2 separate regions of the Mus musculus genome follow, and region 1 is linked to region 2. The links are chromatin contacts, called in public Hi-C maps. All regions are on one chromosome and are shown on one strand. Each heading gives the region's core, a stretch centred on a gene start, on an enhancer-like site or on the middle of the called end of the contact. The rest is flanking DNA. Distances are from core to core; before and after follow the strand shown. Region 1 overlaps Tgfbr3 (transforming growth factor, beta receptor III). Region 2 has its middle 28 kb from the start of Cdc7.

Region 1 (4,172 bases), core at 228-2,727, 210 kb before region 2:
CCATTGTCATTTTAATGGTTGGCAGTTGTTTAGTTTTTTTTTGGTGAAGTTCGAGTTGAGATGTCTTGCTTATTATAAGTTTTAACAGAGCAGTGACTTTATTAAAGCCTTATATAAGTTTAGTACTTCACTAAGTCCAAAACAATACTTTGTAATTCTCTTTCCTGTTATGCCTCTCGGCCTGTTTCTGTATTTCTGTGTAGCAACAGTGTTGTCTTGGAGATCCAGATGTGTTTGAAGGTGCGGATGAGGCAGAGTAAGGAAGGCAGGTTGTCAGGAGGCCTGCGTGTCTGTGCTTCTGAGTGAGGCCTTTGGGTTGCCTCCTTCTCTTAAGTATTATTTTAATTCCCTTTTAAAAAAAAAAAAGTGTGTGTGTGTGTGTGTGTGTGTGTGTGTGTGTGTGTGTGTATGAGAGTCAGACGGACGGACGGACAGACAGACATGTGGGTGTGAGTGTGGAGGTAAGAGGACAATTTGGGAGACAGTTCTCTACTTTTGCTGTGGGTTCTAGTCTTTGGTCCCAGATTGCTGGACTTTAGGAAGAAGCACTTCTAATCACTGAGCAATCATGACCGCCATAGTTACTCTTCTTGTTGCTGTGACAAAATACCTGTGTGATGCCTCTTAGGGAAGAAGGCTCGCCTGTGCGCCCATGTGCTCACAAGGGAAACCACAGCAGTAGGAGCTGCTTCTGGCTTTTGTATCCGGTGCCTAAGGTCGATTGCTCACATCCTGGCTGACTGGGGCCCAGTATGCAACCTGAAGGCCCATCCTTAATGCTCCACTTCTGGGGCTGCAGCTTGGCCCCACCTCCCGAAGATTCCGCAACTCTTGGAGCAGCGTCACCAGCTGGACTCCAAATGCAAACCTTTTGGGGTCAGCATCCTGGAGAAACCTCAGAGCCGGCCCTTTCCTGTTTAGTGCACGTGTTGCTGTTTGTTTATGTTTCCTGCTTTCACAAGCTTGAAGAGCTACTCTTCCACCACTGGATATTAGGATAGCGAGACTCTAAATGGCAAGAGCGCCATTCTGAACGAGTATTTTTCTGAAAGAGTCTTGTTCATTTTAAATGCTGTTAAAGATCTAATTCTCAGTGTTTTAACTGGAAGCTGTTCAAATTTGCCAAATCATAAAATCTTTCAAAGCCTGCTCCAAGCTACATTTTATTGATTCAGCTTTCCTCCTATTTGCATTTTAAAAAGCCCAACTTGTTTTCTTATGGGGGAAGTGATTTGTGTGTGTTAGAGTACAGAGTGATAAACGAACCCGTGACTTGCCGTGAGCTTTTTAGGTGACTTGCCGTGAGCGTTTTAGGTGTGTTGTCGGAGCAACATACAAGGGTAATTTCGAGTCCAGTTTTGCCACGTGTCCTTATGTATGTTTCCCAAACACGTTTCCTGGCTTGGTACCGTGACTGTGCATACGGCCTACATGTGTTTCCTATTTTTTATGACTCATACTTACAGTACTCATAAAGATTTCTTCTTTATCTTGGCTCTGAGTAATGAGCCAGCTTGTACACTTCCAGCATAGATGTGGGCTGAGGGTTCTGCATGTAATCCTGAGGGAGGCCCCTTGTAGGCACAGTGCAGGAGTCTATACTTGCACTGTATAGTCTCTGTAAGTGCAGCTGTTTATAGGACTGCGCACTACTCCCGGTACCATTCAGAAACTATGCTTTTTGTTGATTTGCTGCACCTTTGTTTTCCAGATTTCCCCCCTGTCTTGGTCAGGCAGTTTTCTGCTAATGTGTGAGGCTGCCCCAGGGGTGGACAGGAGAGGCCAGTGCTCTCTTTCTGTTGCTTGCTGGTAACTGTGGTAAAGGGGTCAGTGGAAGGAAGGAATGGAAGTAATTAACTAAAATGACATTTATAACTTGTGGCCACAGACACAAGGGAGGGTCTCCTTGGCTTTAGAGAACTGTTCAGACCTGAGACACAATAGGACAAGGATGACAACTGATGTCAGGACAGCAGATTCCTCTTTCTTTCTCTCTCTACCCCCCTCCCCATTTGTCTCTCTGTCTCTCTCCTCTGTATCTCTGTCTTTCTCTGTCTCTCCTCTGTCTCCATCTCTGTGTATGTGTGTGTACCTGTGCCTGTGCACCCGCAGCTCTGTATGTATGTTACCGTAATGTAAAAGTCCTATGTCTTCGTAGGAGCTTTGCCCATAGGTACCAATGGTTCCTTCTTGGCCAGTGCTTCCAGGAAGTCCTCTCATATTGGTGCCTGACAGCTATTTAATATTTTTTCTAGCAAGTACATGAGTTGCTGTGTATTGTGATTGGCACACCAGGATTGCAGATTAATAGAATTTGCAGAAGATCAAATCCCCACGTAGAAGAGAAGACTGTCTTGTTCACTCTATTCACACTGTGGATTTATCTGTTTCTAACAGTGGTACACCTCCAGAGACATGCCTGTATCCCAACTCACCAAACATGTGAATGTTACTTTACACAGAGTCTGCAGATGTGATGAAGACCCTTTCAGTGGGGAGATTATCTGGGAGGCCCAAGTACTCTCACCAGTTTCCTTGTGAGATGCTATGAAATAGCCAGAAGTGGGGAAGCTGGTGTGACCCAGTAGACAGGGAGTAGAGGGATGGGGTCACAAACCAAAGAAGGCACCCTCACCAAGGTACTGGACGAGACACCAGAAATGTTTCTCCAAGAGCCCATGGAGGGGCATCTCTGAAGACACCTTGGCTTTGGCCCAGCAATGCTGACTGGGGAATTCCAGCCTTAAACACATCAAGAGAATAAATTTCTGTTGTTTTATGTCATTAGGTTTTTGGTTAGTTGGCATGGCAGCCACTTGAGCTGAATATTATATTTTATCTAGTTTGGAGAATTATCCTGAGTTCCACTCAGCTCCGTTTTCTCAAGTTTGTTCCCTCCACGTGTCTCCCATTTCTGAAAAGAACACTCCCAACCACTCGTGACAACCCCAACCCCTGGTGTTACCTATGACTTCCAGGTTTCCTCAAATCCAGTCCCATTTCTTCTATCATGGGACTCTATTGTGAATCTGACTGCCTTTGGCCTTTACCTGTGGTTTGAACCACCATGTTTATATTTGAAATATGGCCATTTCTGACCCAGTCTTTTGAGCATTCAAGGTCTGGGATAGAGTGCTCACATTGGAAACTAAGTTTCTTGCTTTGGCCCAAGTTACTTTTCTCTGCATTGTTTCCTGGGATAATGTTACAATCTGCTTCCTGGGTCGCTATGGCAAAGAAGTATTTAAAAAAAAAAAAAAAAAAAAAAAGACAGAACAGTAGCTGGAATCAAACCAGCACCCAATAAATGCCAGTCACTATCTTTATAGGCTAATACGATCTATTCTCTGAACAACAGCCAACACGATTTTTTAAAAGCTTCGGCCCTATCACAAAACCCATCCGTTCAGCTTTCTAAGATGGTTCCTCATCATTTCTAGAGTGGCATCTGCCTAGAAGTGTGGGAAGCCACATGTGCCGTTGCAGAGTGACGCTGACTACTGCTGGCCACCACGCATAAGTTTGGACAAACAACCAATGTGTACATATGCAGTAAAGCTTTTTGCCAAGACACTGCCTGACCCGGGCATGATAATGAAGCTTTGAGAATATAACCAATCAGATGTGAGACATGCAAATGAGGTATGATAATGAGGCTCTGTGAGGAACAGAGAGAGAGAGAGAGAGAGAGAGAGTAGCCAATCAGATGAGGAACATGCAAATGAGGCATAGTGCATAACCAATCCGGGTGTGAGGCATGCCTCTCCTAGGCCTATATAAGCAGCACCAGTTCTGGGCTCAGGGTCTCTTCGCCTCTGCAATCAAGCTCTCCCAATAAACGTGTGCAGAAGGATTCTGTTGCAGCGTTGTTACTGCTGGCCAGTCCGGCGCACGCAAGATAGAAGGACACTTGCAGGGACTTGGGGTGTCTTCCCTGCACTGAGGCCTTTGCTCCTCACTCATTTACAATACCAGCCTCCCCGACTCCCCCACACCTGACTCCCACCACAGCATCCAACCCTGTTTTATCTCTAAAATAATTCATATCATCTGGGACTAATCTTTGAACATGTGTATTTTCTCTCTTCAAGTAGAATACCCAGAATGGTAGACATTTTTTTGCCTGCTGATATTCCCAGCAGCTAAAGCCATGCTTAGCACAGAGTGAGCAC
Region 2 (4,120 bases), core at 1,609-4,108:
ACTCTCCTCAGATTCCTCACCACGGTCATAGTTCTCCTAACAAATGCACCCCTGACAATCTGACTCAATGTCTCCATAAACCCTACATCCAATACCTTTCAAAAAGGATAGGGGCCACCTCAATCTACTAGGTCAATGGTGCTCAACCTGTGGGTCTCAACCCCTTTGGGGGGTCGAATGACCCTTTCACAGGGGTCATTATATGTTTACATTATGATTCATAACAATAGCAAAATTAGTAGCAATGAAAATAGTTTTATAGCTGGGGTCACAACATGAGAATCTGTATTAAAGGGTCATAGTTAGGGGGAGGGGGAAGGGAAGGGGACTTTCAGAGGGAAAACTAGGAAAGGGGATAACATTTGAAATGTAAATAAAGAAAATATCTAATAAAAAAGGGGGAAGTCATAGTGTCAGGAAGGCTGAGAACCGTTACTCCTACTATGAATACCTCTCTAGCATCAAATCTCAGAAGTGATGAAACAAGAGTCAGAACTCCAGAAAAAACAGTCTTGGATGATTTAGAAGACCAGAATACTGATGTAATCCTGGCTCACTAGAGTCCAGTCTCCTATCCATGTCCTGGATATATAATCTTGGGACACCTTTAGACTTCTCCTAGCAAGTGGAGAGACTAGACTATTCCTCTACCATGTTATCAAATCCTAGGGAATGTACCCCCAAAATCACAAGAACCAGAGGAGAGTGCGGTACTCTAGGATTCCAGTAGAGTTGGAACACTGACACATATAGTCATATAATCAATCACACAAAAGACCACAATAAACAACCCTGCCTATGGAGTGGGTCCAACCAGCATCTATGAAAAGAAGATACTTTTTCTTACCCACAGATCTCCAAAGCTGGAGGTGTGTTGTGCCCAGACACTTTTATGTATCAATAGCAAAAGAACCTTCTAGTCACAAAGGCTTGAAACAGGGCATTTAGTTTCTGTTTCCATCTTCCCTGAGGTCCACATCTGGTTCTTCACCCATGTCCTGTTGGTTTGATCCTTACATTCCCCTCTACCTTATCCAGAAACAGCAGAGTTGTCTTCCAGCTGAATAGGAAAACTTGTGTCATTTTCCTGGTCAGAGTTCCTGGGGTGTCGCAGAGCACCATCTGTAGAGCTGAAACCCAAACTCCTTAGCTAGCATCTGAGACATTGTGAGTTCGACCCAACTCTCATTTCCTCCCTCAAGCCTTGGTGCCCTACACAGGAATATATCAACCATTTATTTTCATTGTATTTTAATACCTCCATGACCCTCTTAGGAACCACTAAGTCCTGATGCACACCTTTCAAAGCAACCCGTGCAGAGCCCATGCCTAACAGCACTGGGACAGGGCTCTCACAATTGAGGCACTTCCTCTAATCACTCCAGGGCTTTAGTGAAATTCTAGGCCATTGAGCCTGCTGCAGCTCAACCTTGCCAGTTTTGCACCCATTCCTTCGTTCCTACCCATCTTTTCACGTGCCCACCTCTTCTGTAACATATCAAAGTTTTAAGGTCCTGAAAAGAAAAGGATAGTGGAAAGGTAGGAGAAAACAGCTCCAAGCAAAGCAAGTATAACACCAACAAATAGTCACATAGTAAAACCCTGCTCCCCCTGCCCTCAAATCAATAAATACATTTATTTCAATTTGCCAGGTGTGGTGGTGCATACCAGTACTTCCAGCACTTGGAAGGCAGAGGCAGGTGGACCTCTGTGTTCAAGACCAATCTGGTCTACAGAGAGTGTTCTAGATCAGCCAACGCGCCACAGTGAGACACTGTCTCAAAAATAATAAATGGATAAATAAATAAATGAATGTACTGAGTGCCTGGTAATAGCACCAATAGATAGATAGAGATAGGTGAGAGAGAGATTATAGATATATGATGCATAGATGATAGATAGATGATAGATAGATAGATAGATGATTATTATAGATGATAGATGATAGATACATAGATGATTGATAAATGATAGATAGATGATAGAAGATAGATTGATAGATGATAGATGATTGATAGATTAGATGATAGATGATAGAAGATAGATAGATGATAGATGGATGGGTGGATGGATGGACAAACGGACAGACGGATGGATGGATGGACAGATGGATGGATGGATGGATGGATGAATGGATGGAGTGAATGCCTTGTATTCCCAGCACTGGGAGCAGAGATAAGCAGATTCCTTGCCAGTCATCCTAGCCCACATACTCAGTTCCAAGCCAATGACAGACCCTACCTCAAAGAGGGAGAGGGAATGTCACCAAAAGCCCAAGATTGTCCCGACTTCTCCTTACACAGGTACACATGTATGTGCAAAAAGTAAGAATGGGGAAAATGAAATTCTCTAAAGTTAATATCCAGCGAAAACTAAAAAGCTAAAGGCCATGTTTTTCTCCTTACTCCAATTTCATCATATGCTGGGAAATGTATGTATATATGTATGTATGTATGTATGTATACACACACACACACACACACACACACACACACACACACAGGAAGGGACACGGTGTTCTCATTTCCACCCACTGCATTCTTCCCAGCTGCCAGTTCTAACATCTGCCATCCCTTAAATGTGAAACGGAGCATCAGGTTTGAGGGCTCATGCAGTATTGCTAAGCCCCTACTTGCAACAAAAGTACAAATAGTCTCTGGGGAGAGAAGTCCCCACAGTGTCCTTATATCATCACATATGCTTATGAATGCTACAGATGTCGATTAGGCAGAAACTTCTGAAAGTCCCTGTGCACAAAGAGAAAGTTCTCCAGATTTCTCAATGGTGGGGCTAAGGCTAGAGTTCTTGGCTGATAACATTGCTATACAAGGAGAGTTTGCTGCAACATTTCGTAACTCAAGAGTGCAGGCCTGCGGCCACACTCTTACAACACAGTTGGATTCATCTCACACTGCGGTGAGGAGAGAGTGGGAGGAATTTAAACATTCTTAGCTTTGTTTGGATTATCAAAACAATTCCTCTTTATGGAGTGCACCAAGGTGTATCTCACGATCTGTCCAGGGCAAAAGACAGGTTAGGATCTGATGTGGAGGCAGAGAAACAAAGTGGTTTTGTCCCTGACTACACAGTGACTGGGAAGGCGGTCTGGGTGAAGGTACATAGAAAGGGGAGGCTGGAGAAGGAAATTAGAAGGAGGCAAATGGCAGAGAGGACAGACCCTGGGGGTGCTTTGAACATCCTCGCTGGAGCTTAGCATGGAAATACAGTGCTGGCAGATATGCCTCTGACCACTAATAGACAGAAGGGGGGTGCATTGGAGGGAGGAAATGAGCCCCCAAGCTTCAGGAGCGGCTTTCCTCCTTCCAGCTATGAAGGTGGGGGCAGGGAGGCGCTCAGCATTTCTGCTCATGCCCAAAGACTTAAAAAGATACACAGAGCTTCATTTCTAGAAGTCAACTGTCATTGACCTCAAAGAACAAAACACAAAAATATACCTCACTGCAGGCATGCTATGTGCTGAGCACTAGAGACCCAGAGGCACGTACATTAGACAGATAAAGCCTTGTTGTAGATGATAGACAGGAGGGACTGGTAATACGGTACAGGGGAGCCCGGGGAAGGAACACAGGTGAAAAGCCCGGGGTAGAGAATGGTTAAACCACCACCAGCTCTGTTTGCCTGAACACTTAGTTTTCTGTGAGAGTCGATGTTTTGTGTTTATGTCTTCAAAGTCTTACTGATAGATCCATCCAAGTGTCCCGGGCAGCTGCCTCACAGAACATGCCAAAGGAATTCCTGCCATCTGGTGGACAGAGGCAATGTCACCGTGCAGCTCCAGGGTCACAGCATCCAGATTCTGCTACCCTGAGTTAAGTCTGATACAGCTGGCTGTGGCGGCCCCGCACCCACAACCTCTGCACCAGGGAGGCGGAGGATCACTAGTTCAAGGCCAGTTTCCGTTACACGAGCTCCTGTGTAAACTTAAACAAACAAGGGTGCTGGAGAGTGGACCGGAAGTCCAGAGCACTTGCTCTTGCAGAGGTCCTGGGTTTGGTTCTCGGCACGCACGCCGTAGCTCAAACCATACTTAATTCCCATTCCAGGTGAGCTGACACCTTCTGTGGTGTACATGCATGCAGGCAAAATATTCATATGTGTA

Evidence for each region. Hi-C and Micro-C count contacts between places; a contact is called where the count stands out from the background.
Region 1: a contact with region 2 is called in a Hi-C map of uterus, with 2.6 times the contacts expected there. The contact joins two enhancer-like sites. A contact is called at or near these places in 1 of 39 promoter capture datasets (the 3T3-L1 cell line), 3 of 15 datasets of contacts at CTCF or cohesin (the NIH/3T3 cell line and large pre-B cells), 9 of 484 Hi-C or Micro-C datasets (3T3-L1-derived adipocytes, adipose-derived mesenchymal stem cells, brown adipocytes and 5 more), 5 of 115 datasets of contacts at active chromatin or transcription factors (the NIH/3T3 cell line, acute myeloid leukemia, astrocytes and 2 more) and 2 of 9 other capture datasets (adipose tissue and embryonic stem cells).

What each region holds. Positions count from the first base shown.
Region 1 is chr5:107,197,751-107,201,922 of GRCm38.p6, reverse strand. All of the region lies in intron 3 of Tgfbr3 (transforming growth factor, beta receptor III), which reads left to right. Among named protein-coding and RNA genes, the nearest start is that of Tgfbr3, 90 kb to the left of the region's middle. Within about 2 kb of position 1,477, at least 120 of the 459 cell types and tissues checked have an H3K27ac peak or open chromatin away from gene starts, as enhancers often do. A contact at or near this core is called in 3T3-L1-derived adipocytes, the NIH/3T3 cell line, acute myeloid leukemia and 4 more, where this site is marked.
Region 2 is chr5:106,990,504-106,994,623 of GRCm38.p6, reverse strand. No RefSeq gene overlaps it. Among named protein-coding and RNA genes, the nearest start is that of Cdc7, 28 kb to the right of the region's middle. Within about 2 kb of position 2,858, at least 69 of the 459 cell types and tissues checked have an H3K27ac peak or open chromatin away from gene starts, as enhancers often do. A contact at or near this core is called in 3T3-L1-derived adipocytes, the NIH/3T3 cell line, acute myeloid leukemia and 4 more, where this site is marked.